2 separate regions of the Hordeum vulgare genome follow, and region 1 is linked to region 2. A link is a contact called in public Hi-C data. All regions are on one chromosome and are shown on one strand. The core of a region is the stretch at or near the end of the contact, and the rest is flanking DNA. Distances in the headings are between cores, read along the strand shown.

What was found. Hi-C and Micro-C count contacts between places; a contact is called where the count stands out from the background.
Region 1: a Hi-C map of leaf shows a contact between it and region 2, with 2.4 times the contacts expected there. The contact joins the enhancer-like site here to the promoter of LOC123410522 in region 2. A contact is called at or near these places in 2 of 6 Hi-C or Micro-C datasets (leaf and seedling).

Annotation. Positions count from the first base shown.
Region 1 is chr7H:541,500,345-541,504,123 of MorexV3_pseudomolecules_assembly, reverse strand. No RefSeq gene overlaps it. Among protein-coding and RNA genes, the nearest start is that of LOC123409244, 75 kb to the left of the region's middle. Within about 2 kb of position 1,468, at least 3 of the 3 cell types and tissues checked have open chromatin away from gene starts, as enhancers often do. A contact at or near this core is called in leaf and seedling, where this site is marked.
Region 2 is chr7H:541,212,224-541,216,215 of MorexV3_pseudomolecules_assembly, reverse strand. LOC123410522 reads right to left here and starts at 1,526. Exons shown (of 4, transcript XM_045103469.1): 1 at 452-1,526. The coding sequence starts at 1,129.

The DNA.
Region 1 (3,779 bases), core at 219-2,718, 290 kb before region 2:
AAAGTGGTTTTGCACGAACTGCAAACGCGTTTTGCGGGCCGGCGTTATGCGGGGTGCTAGAGTTGCTCTTAGCACAACAATTTCAGGTGGACACAAAAAATTTGCACGAACATAAGAGGACATAAATAAGACTGAGAGCAAAGTGTTCACTGTTAAAGAATACAAGTGAGAACCTTGTACAGCATAAAGCACGGAAGTAAGTAGACCACAACACAAAGGGTTCTGTGCACATCCATGACAGAACTGCAACGGTATGGAACTAAGTAGATAACAAAACAAAGGGTTCTGTGCACATCCGTGGCAGAATCGCAACTACAGAATGAGAGTTGTGTAATAATCACAGGATCTTAATAAGCTTCCAGCATAGTTGGACAACAGTATGCCTTACAGAATATAAATGAGGACGCACCTCTTATACGGAATTAACAAAAAACACTACTCCCTCCGTTCCTAAATGTAAGTATTTCTAGAGATTCCAATACAGACTACATACGGAGCCAAATGAGTGAATCCACACTCTAAAGTATACATACGTATGTAGTTCATAGTGGAATCTCTAAAAAGACTTATATTTAGGAACGAAGGGAGTAAAGGTTGGTTTACAGGAGCAACCAGTCCCCAACCATTTTACCTTAGGACAACAGACTGTAAAGCAGGGCAAACCTAAATTTCATGTACTGTTGGCTAATATTGGCTAATTATACACACTAACAATAAAGCCAGTCTTATCCTTCATTTCTAGGTTATCTCTGATAACTAAATATTCGTAGTACCCTTGTAAATGTTCTTCTGTTTCCTACTCCATACCTTTCAAAATTGGCTCGTAAACCTCCAAATTTGCTACAAATAACAGCTCCAAACAACCAAAACTTCGAACACCCATAAATTGGGGAAAAATGAAGTGGTAGCAGCATCAGAGATGAGTGAGGACCTTCCACACAAGCGGTCGTACGTCCGTGCCGCCGCCATCTGGCACGCCAAGGCAGGCGAGTCTCCGCAGCTCCCCCATGTTCACCACCTTCTTAGACAGCTGCATCAACGGACGAACACAGAAAGGCAAAATGGTTAGAACCCAAACACAGATCAAACCTACGGGAACGGCAGGCCCCAAAACAGAAACAGAAATCCTCACACCCACCGCGGCCTTGAAGTCGGCAAGCAAGTGCGCCCGGAGAGCAGCGCCGGCGCCGTCGTCTTCTCGTATCTCTCCCTCGCGGCCAGCATAGGAATCGACCGCCTGCTCGCGCATCGGTGGCGGCGGAACGGAAGGAGGCGGCTTGGGGGACGGGGCAGGCGGCGGGGAGAAGTCGGTGCCGAAGGGGTCAGCGGGGGTCGAGGCGAGCGGCGGGGTCGACCAGAGCGGGCTGTTGAGCCACTCCGGCACGGCCTTCGCCTTCTTCCGCATCGCTTCTCGGGTCATCTAGAAACCGCGGGGGGAAGGGAGGTGCGAATGGAGGGGTTTGGGCTCCGGGTGGTAGCTGGGGAAAATTGGGAAAGGTCAAGCCGCGGTTTTTCCCGCAGCCAATCCAACACACGTGAGCAAAACGGACCCTCGTTTTCTCCGTTTTGCATCCAATTGCGTTAAAAAATGTGTTTTTCTTTTTTGTTAGGGGTGTTTGTTTATAGGGATTTTTTGATTAAGGACTAAAAAAAGTTTCTTTTAGTCTCATCTAAATCAAACAGGACAGACTTTTAGGGACTAAAAGTGAGCATTTGGGACTAAAGAAAGAAGTCCAAAGAGTCTTTTTTAAGACTTTTGGGGACTTTTTCCAACAGTGCCCCTACTTTTAACATGTCATTTAATAACCTTTAGGGGTAACATGATCTTTTAGCATGTCATTTAATAACAACTAGTCCATGTTTAGTCCCTCGAACCAAACAGGTAGGGACTAGGGACTTTTTAGTTGAAACTAAAAAAAAATCCTACAACTCTTTAAACAAATAGGGCCTTAACATCATGTATGTGTCTAACACCGCTGATTCATCTTAAAAAATACTCCCTAGCTTTGGCATTTTGTCGAACACAACACGCATAGCCCGTCGGCGTCGACGACGAGCACAAGCACAACAACTCCTCCATGACTCGGGTCGAGGCACGCACAAGAGAGCTCCTGATGGCCTTTGGTGTGCGCATGAAGGACCAGTGAGCGCCACGTGCTCCTGGTCACCGCCTGCCAGCGCGCCTATCGCGACCGCCCGCTCGCTCGTGCTCTCCCGAGTGCTTGAGCGCCCCATGCTCGCCCAACAGGGTTGTTGCCGCACCTCGCCGCAACCACGCCTCGCCGCTGGTGCCGGCCTTGCGTGGTGGGTGAAAAGGTGAGAGAGAGCAGTGGGTGGATGGTAGGTCCCTTTTGTTTGGATGACACACGGACCACCATCTGCATGCAGCAGACACAACCGAAAATGGGGGCAAAGAAAAGGTTTATGTTTGTTTCAGAACCAAATTGCGAGCAAGTTTGATCCGGAAAATGGGGTCGAACGGATACAAAACAGACAAAATAGTGGTATGGGTTTTTTTCGTTTGCACCTAAACAGACACGTGCAGACAGAACAGGGTCGCTTTTCAGAAGTTAGCCTAAGAGCAACTCCAACACGCTGATACGTCTCCATCGTATTTACTTTCCAAACATAATTGTTCTTGTTTTAGCTTCTAGTTTACATGATTTGAATGAAACTAATCCGGAATGACGTCTTCAACAGATATTCCTTTGTGTTGTTTTTATGTAGAAATAAAAGTTTTAAAATCGAACAGAACTTGATGGAAAAAATTATCGAATATATAGAAAATACTGAAGCAAACATATATGAGAGGGGGGCACCACCTGCCCAAAACTAACTTTTTTGTCTATATTTTTTCATGACAATTTTTTGTCTAGGAATGGAAATGAGAAAAACACATAAACCCATAAAGAAACAAGCAAAACTTTACCACCCATAGAAAATGAAAAAAATCAACTACCCATACGTACACTCACGTAGGAGCACAAATGCCTATCTAGGAAATTGGACAACCGGATTACGCACAGAACAACCTAGTGTGAAACAAAGGTCTTAGGCAAGCCCACACTACAAAAGAATATGAATCTTAAAGGTTTTCATCGAAAAGCTTAGAGCGCACACTATATAAGATCTTAAAGGATTTCATTGAAAAGTTTAGAGTGCATGCTACAAAAGAACGTGAATCTTAAAGGTTTCATCGGAAAGTTCAGGAGTTAGATGTGAGACAAATAATTGCCATCTAAAGAAGAATAAGCCAATATGTTCGGAAAATACTATACTTGATGGACATGGCTATGCGGCGCCCATGCTCTCCCTAGTTAACCCGAACAAACTTGTCATAACAGTCAATCAGCGACCTGTCTTGTTCTCACATTACCCAAGTAAAGCACTTGTTCCCCGTCCCCATGAAGCCAAAGAAACCAATCGTGGCATGCATTTTTTACCTTCAGTTTCTTGTAAAGGGCTTTAACTTTTGATTCGAGTATCAAAATTTAGGTATATTTTCACCGTTAGGATTCTCACGGTGATTTCTTCAAAAATATATCTTATATGGATAGGTTCTGATGAACTTTTTTTGGGAGCAATGTTAGGTGCTATGGAGTCAACTTTAGTGGTATAGAAAAGCAACCTCCTCTTGGTTTTCATAGTATGTGTGCGTGTTAGTCGGAAGTCATTCTATGTTGGCTACCATAGTTACCAAGTTAACTAGCTCCATCTCTAAGTTGCCTACCATAATTAGTGAGTTTCCTAACAATATGTTTCAGAGATAGGCAACTTCA
Region 2 (3,992 bases), core at 277-2,776:
ATCGTTTTTCTCTGTAATTATCTCTTGCTAATGCTTGCAGAGTAAATTAGCCATGCGGTGTGCCTTGGTGAAGCAAAAGTGGTCAGGTAGCTTGTGTTCCACCAGAGGTAATGCATGGCAGGGAAGCCATTGACCACCACATGTTGCTTAAGCCCCAGTTTGACAGCCTCCGACGCTTGCCAAACGCAAGCAAAGCAGCTCCAGCAGTTTGGGCTGCCCGATCAGATTGGCATATGCGTCGCTTGCTGCCGAGCTAAGCTTCAGCAGACGCCTCTGAAAGCTGGATTATGGCACGCTCTAGCTATATTCGATCACGATGCTAAGCAATTAAATCGGCATGCAAGTTCTTGGCAAACGACTGAATAAACGGTGTCTGATCATTGATCACTCAGCGTAGCGATAATGGATTTTGCAGGTGAGCAGAACAGAGAGGTATGAGGCGGTGGCTCACCCCGGTGATCTTGACGAGCTCGCCGATGGGCATGTCCCCCTGGTCGAACACCGTGTCGGGGGACAGCCGGAAGAACCGCTCCGCCTCCGCCGCGCACCGCAGAAAGTTCCAGGAGAGCACGGCCGCGGCTGCCGCCACGGCGCCGCCCGCAGCCGCGAGCGCCTCCCACCGGCGCCACGCCACGAGGAAGAACAGCCCGGCGCCGACTCCGGCCGCGGCGGCCACGAGCAGCAGCACGTAGCACGCGAACGGGACGCCGAGCCTCGTGCTCCCGCGCGCCACGACGGGCGCCGCCTCCTCCATGGCGGCCGCGCGCCTCCTGCTCGCCTTCCTCCACGACCCTCCCCGCGCCGGCGACGGCGCGGCGGGAGGCGACGGGCCCACGAGGAGGCCGGAGTGCGAGAGCTGCGACAGCGGCCCGGACGCCGAGGGCGACGGGGCTGGCCTGGGCGGCAGCGGGAGGTGCCCGGAGCTGCGGCGCGAGGAGGAGGCCGGGGACGGCGCCTGCGACTGCCACGCCGAGGAGGCGACGTCGAACATCCGTCCCAGCTCCCCTGACCGCGACAGGTCCCCGCCGGTGTACGGCGGCGTGGCGACCGACCCCGACGATAGCTGCCGCTCCCGCCTCCTGTCCGGCGCCCGGCCGGACACGTACATGCCGCTCCCTATCTGATGCATGCCGACCGATCCCTCCCCTCCCTCCTCCGGCCGCCCCTCGTGAGTCTTGACGCACGCCGCCGCGGGCAAAAGCGATCAGCGATCGAGCAAGCTCGAGAAGTGGAAGCTCCACAAAGAAGAGGACGACGGCGACGGCGTGACGTGAGGGCGATCGAAGGCTGCCGCTACCTCCGCTTTAGCATGTCGTGATCGACCGGGCTATAGGGAACAGGGCGGCAAAGGATCGGTATGCACCGGTGCGCTGCACCGGGCGCTAAGCAAGTTTTTATTCGGCCTGCTGCTGCTGCTGCGCGTGTCGTTGCGTGGTCGCGAGTTAATTCGAGGTCGGCCGGCGTGACCGCTCGCTCCGGACCCTATCGGCTGGAGCGAAACCGTTAGTTCAGCTTGGACCAAGTAGTGGCTTTCGCTTTGCATCCGTGCGTGCAGCTAATGGAGCGGAGCGAGCAATGCGGACGGAAGGTGGCGGTGATGCTGAGGAACCACGCGCTCTTTTGGCCGGCAACACGAGGGTACGTGGCCGGAGCTTAGAGCATTTTCAACAGACATGTTAGATTTTTTCTTCACGTTGATGTAGCGTTTTAGCGCGCTCGTAGACGTGTGGTAGCTAGCTGTAAAATTTAGCACGTTGCAGGTAGCGCAATGTTAAATTTACACAACGTGCGATCTAGCATAAATACATTTTTCACTTAAACATAAAACCAAAAAATCAAACATACACAAAATAAACCAACAATAAATAGTACAATTACTATTGTCAGATTTTTTATCAAACACTTAATGGGCGCCAAGCTGCAGACGACCATCGGGCACCGTTCTGTGGAGGAACGGAGCACTCAATGGACGACGACAAGGAGAATAGGCAGAGCAAGCAACGGCGACCACCAGGAGCGGCAGCGGGGGCGGCGGCGCGTTGGAAAGAGGCAAGGAAAGCACCGACGGGAAGAGCGGGTGGAGGCGCTGACACCGAGATGTTTCAGATCCGGTGGTTGGTGGTTCACGCGCAAGTTTGGTTTGTCCACCATGCTGAAACGGACGTAACAAGTAAACCATGCGTGATGCAGTTTTTCCCAGCATGTTGACACGTTTTTTACCGCGCGTGACATTATTACATGGCTGCTGGAGCGTTGGTTTCGTCCGTAGGTACGTCATATAACATGTATTTTAAGCACGTGATTTATTTAATGCCTCTGTTAGAGATGTTCTTACACGCGTGCAAAAAGGACATACACGCGAGATACGATGTTATTCTGCAAATTTCTGTCGGCCTTGTACCTTCCATTTCCGGTATCCACTAATCCACATGTTGCTAAGGGAATTCTTTTTTTTTTTGCGGGATAAAGGGAGTTTATTAAGATGTCATAGTGTTACAGTCGAGAGGCCACAAACCCTCAATACAAGGTGGAACCGAACGCAACCACACAACTGTAGTTCGCTCAGAACGGCTATAATTGGCCAACCGATCGACAACTCTATTCTGAGTGCGATAAATTTTCTGAGGTACAAACTCCCTGTTACTCATCAACTCCTTAATCTCTCGGACCAAATGACCATAAGTTGAGCGAGTTAAAGCATTGCTCGATAGGCTCGCTAAGGCTTCTGAAGAATCCGACTGGACGACGACTGGAAGATCCGTGTGTTGGATTGCCAAGGCCATACCTTGCATCAGCGCATGAATTTCAGCTTCCAGGGCATCGTTGCAATAAAACAGGACCCGGTATGCAGCAAAAATGATCTGTCCCTCATGATCTCGCAGAACCATACCGGCGACCGCCGAGCTATCTGACTCCTGAAATGATCCATCAACTGACAGAGCAGCATATCCTGGACTCGGCGCCGACCAAGGCAAGGAAGGAGCCTCCCTCCTGGGCAGAACTATCTGAATTGCCGAAGATGGCATTTTACCTTTCAGAATGTCATCCACCGAATAACGTCCTGCTAACTTAATGGATTTATAATAACTGTCCAGGAATTCCACCGGAGAAGAAACTGGCGGTATCTCCTTACCATGAGTTTGGTCGTTGCGTAGCTGCCAAATGCGCCATACTAGCATGATAATCATGTCACGCACATCATCTGAACACCTGTATAAGAGGTGCATAAGCCATTCCCTACCATTATCAACTAGGAGATCATCAGGAGGTAGGGGCCATCTTGTACGCATATTCAGCCAAACCTCTCTCGCACGAATGCATGCGATCAAAGCATGATATGTACCTTCCTCCTCCAGACCACAAAGTTGGCACGTTGAACTTGTGGATATATGTCGTAACACTTTACATTGTTGTGTCGGTAGCACTCCAGAAACAATTTTCCAAGCAGTTATCTTCATCTTCTGCGGAACCGAGGATTGCCAAACACAGTTCCAAAGAGAGCGAGAACCATTTGCCGCCGCACTTGAGGCCCCTCCAGAAAAAGTTGTGTCATGATCACATGTGGCTAATTTGTAAGCACTCTTTACTGAAAATATTCCACTCTTTTCTGGGAACCATGAAATGAAATCAGAACGCTGCCTTGGAGAGGTACGTATCTTGAGAATATGTAATACATCCATCTCCCAAAAGTATTCACGAAGACGATCAGCCCTCCATGCCCCATTGGCGTCCAGAAAATCTGAAACACGGTTCAAACGACAATTGCCCTTCGGGGTGACTGGACGGAAGGAGGACGGCCACGGAATCGAGGGATCACGCCAAGTACGAATGTGCTCCCCGTCACCCACCCGCCATATAACTCCTTTTTTCAACAGTTCCAACCCATGCAATATACCTTTCCACACTGCAGAACCAGTGTTTGGAAACACGGTGTCCAACAACTAACCATGAGGGTGATACTTTGCCTTCAATAATCTCGCACATAGGCTGTC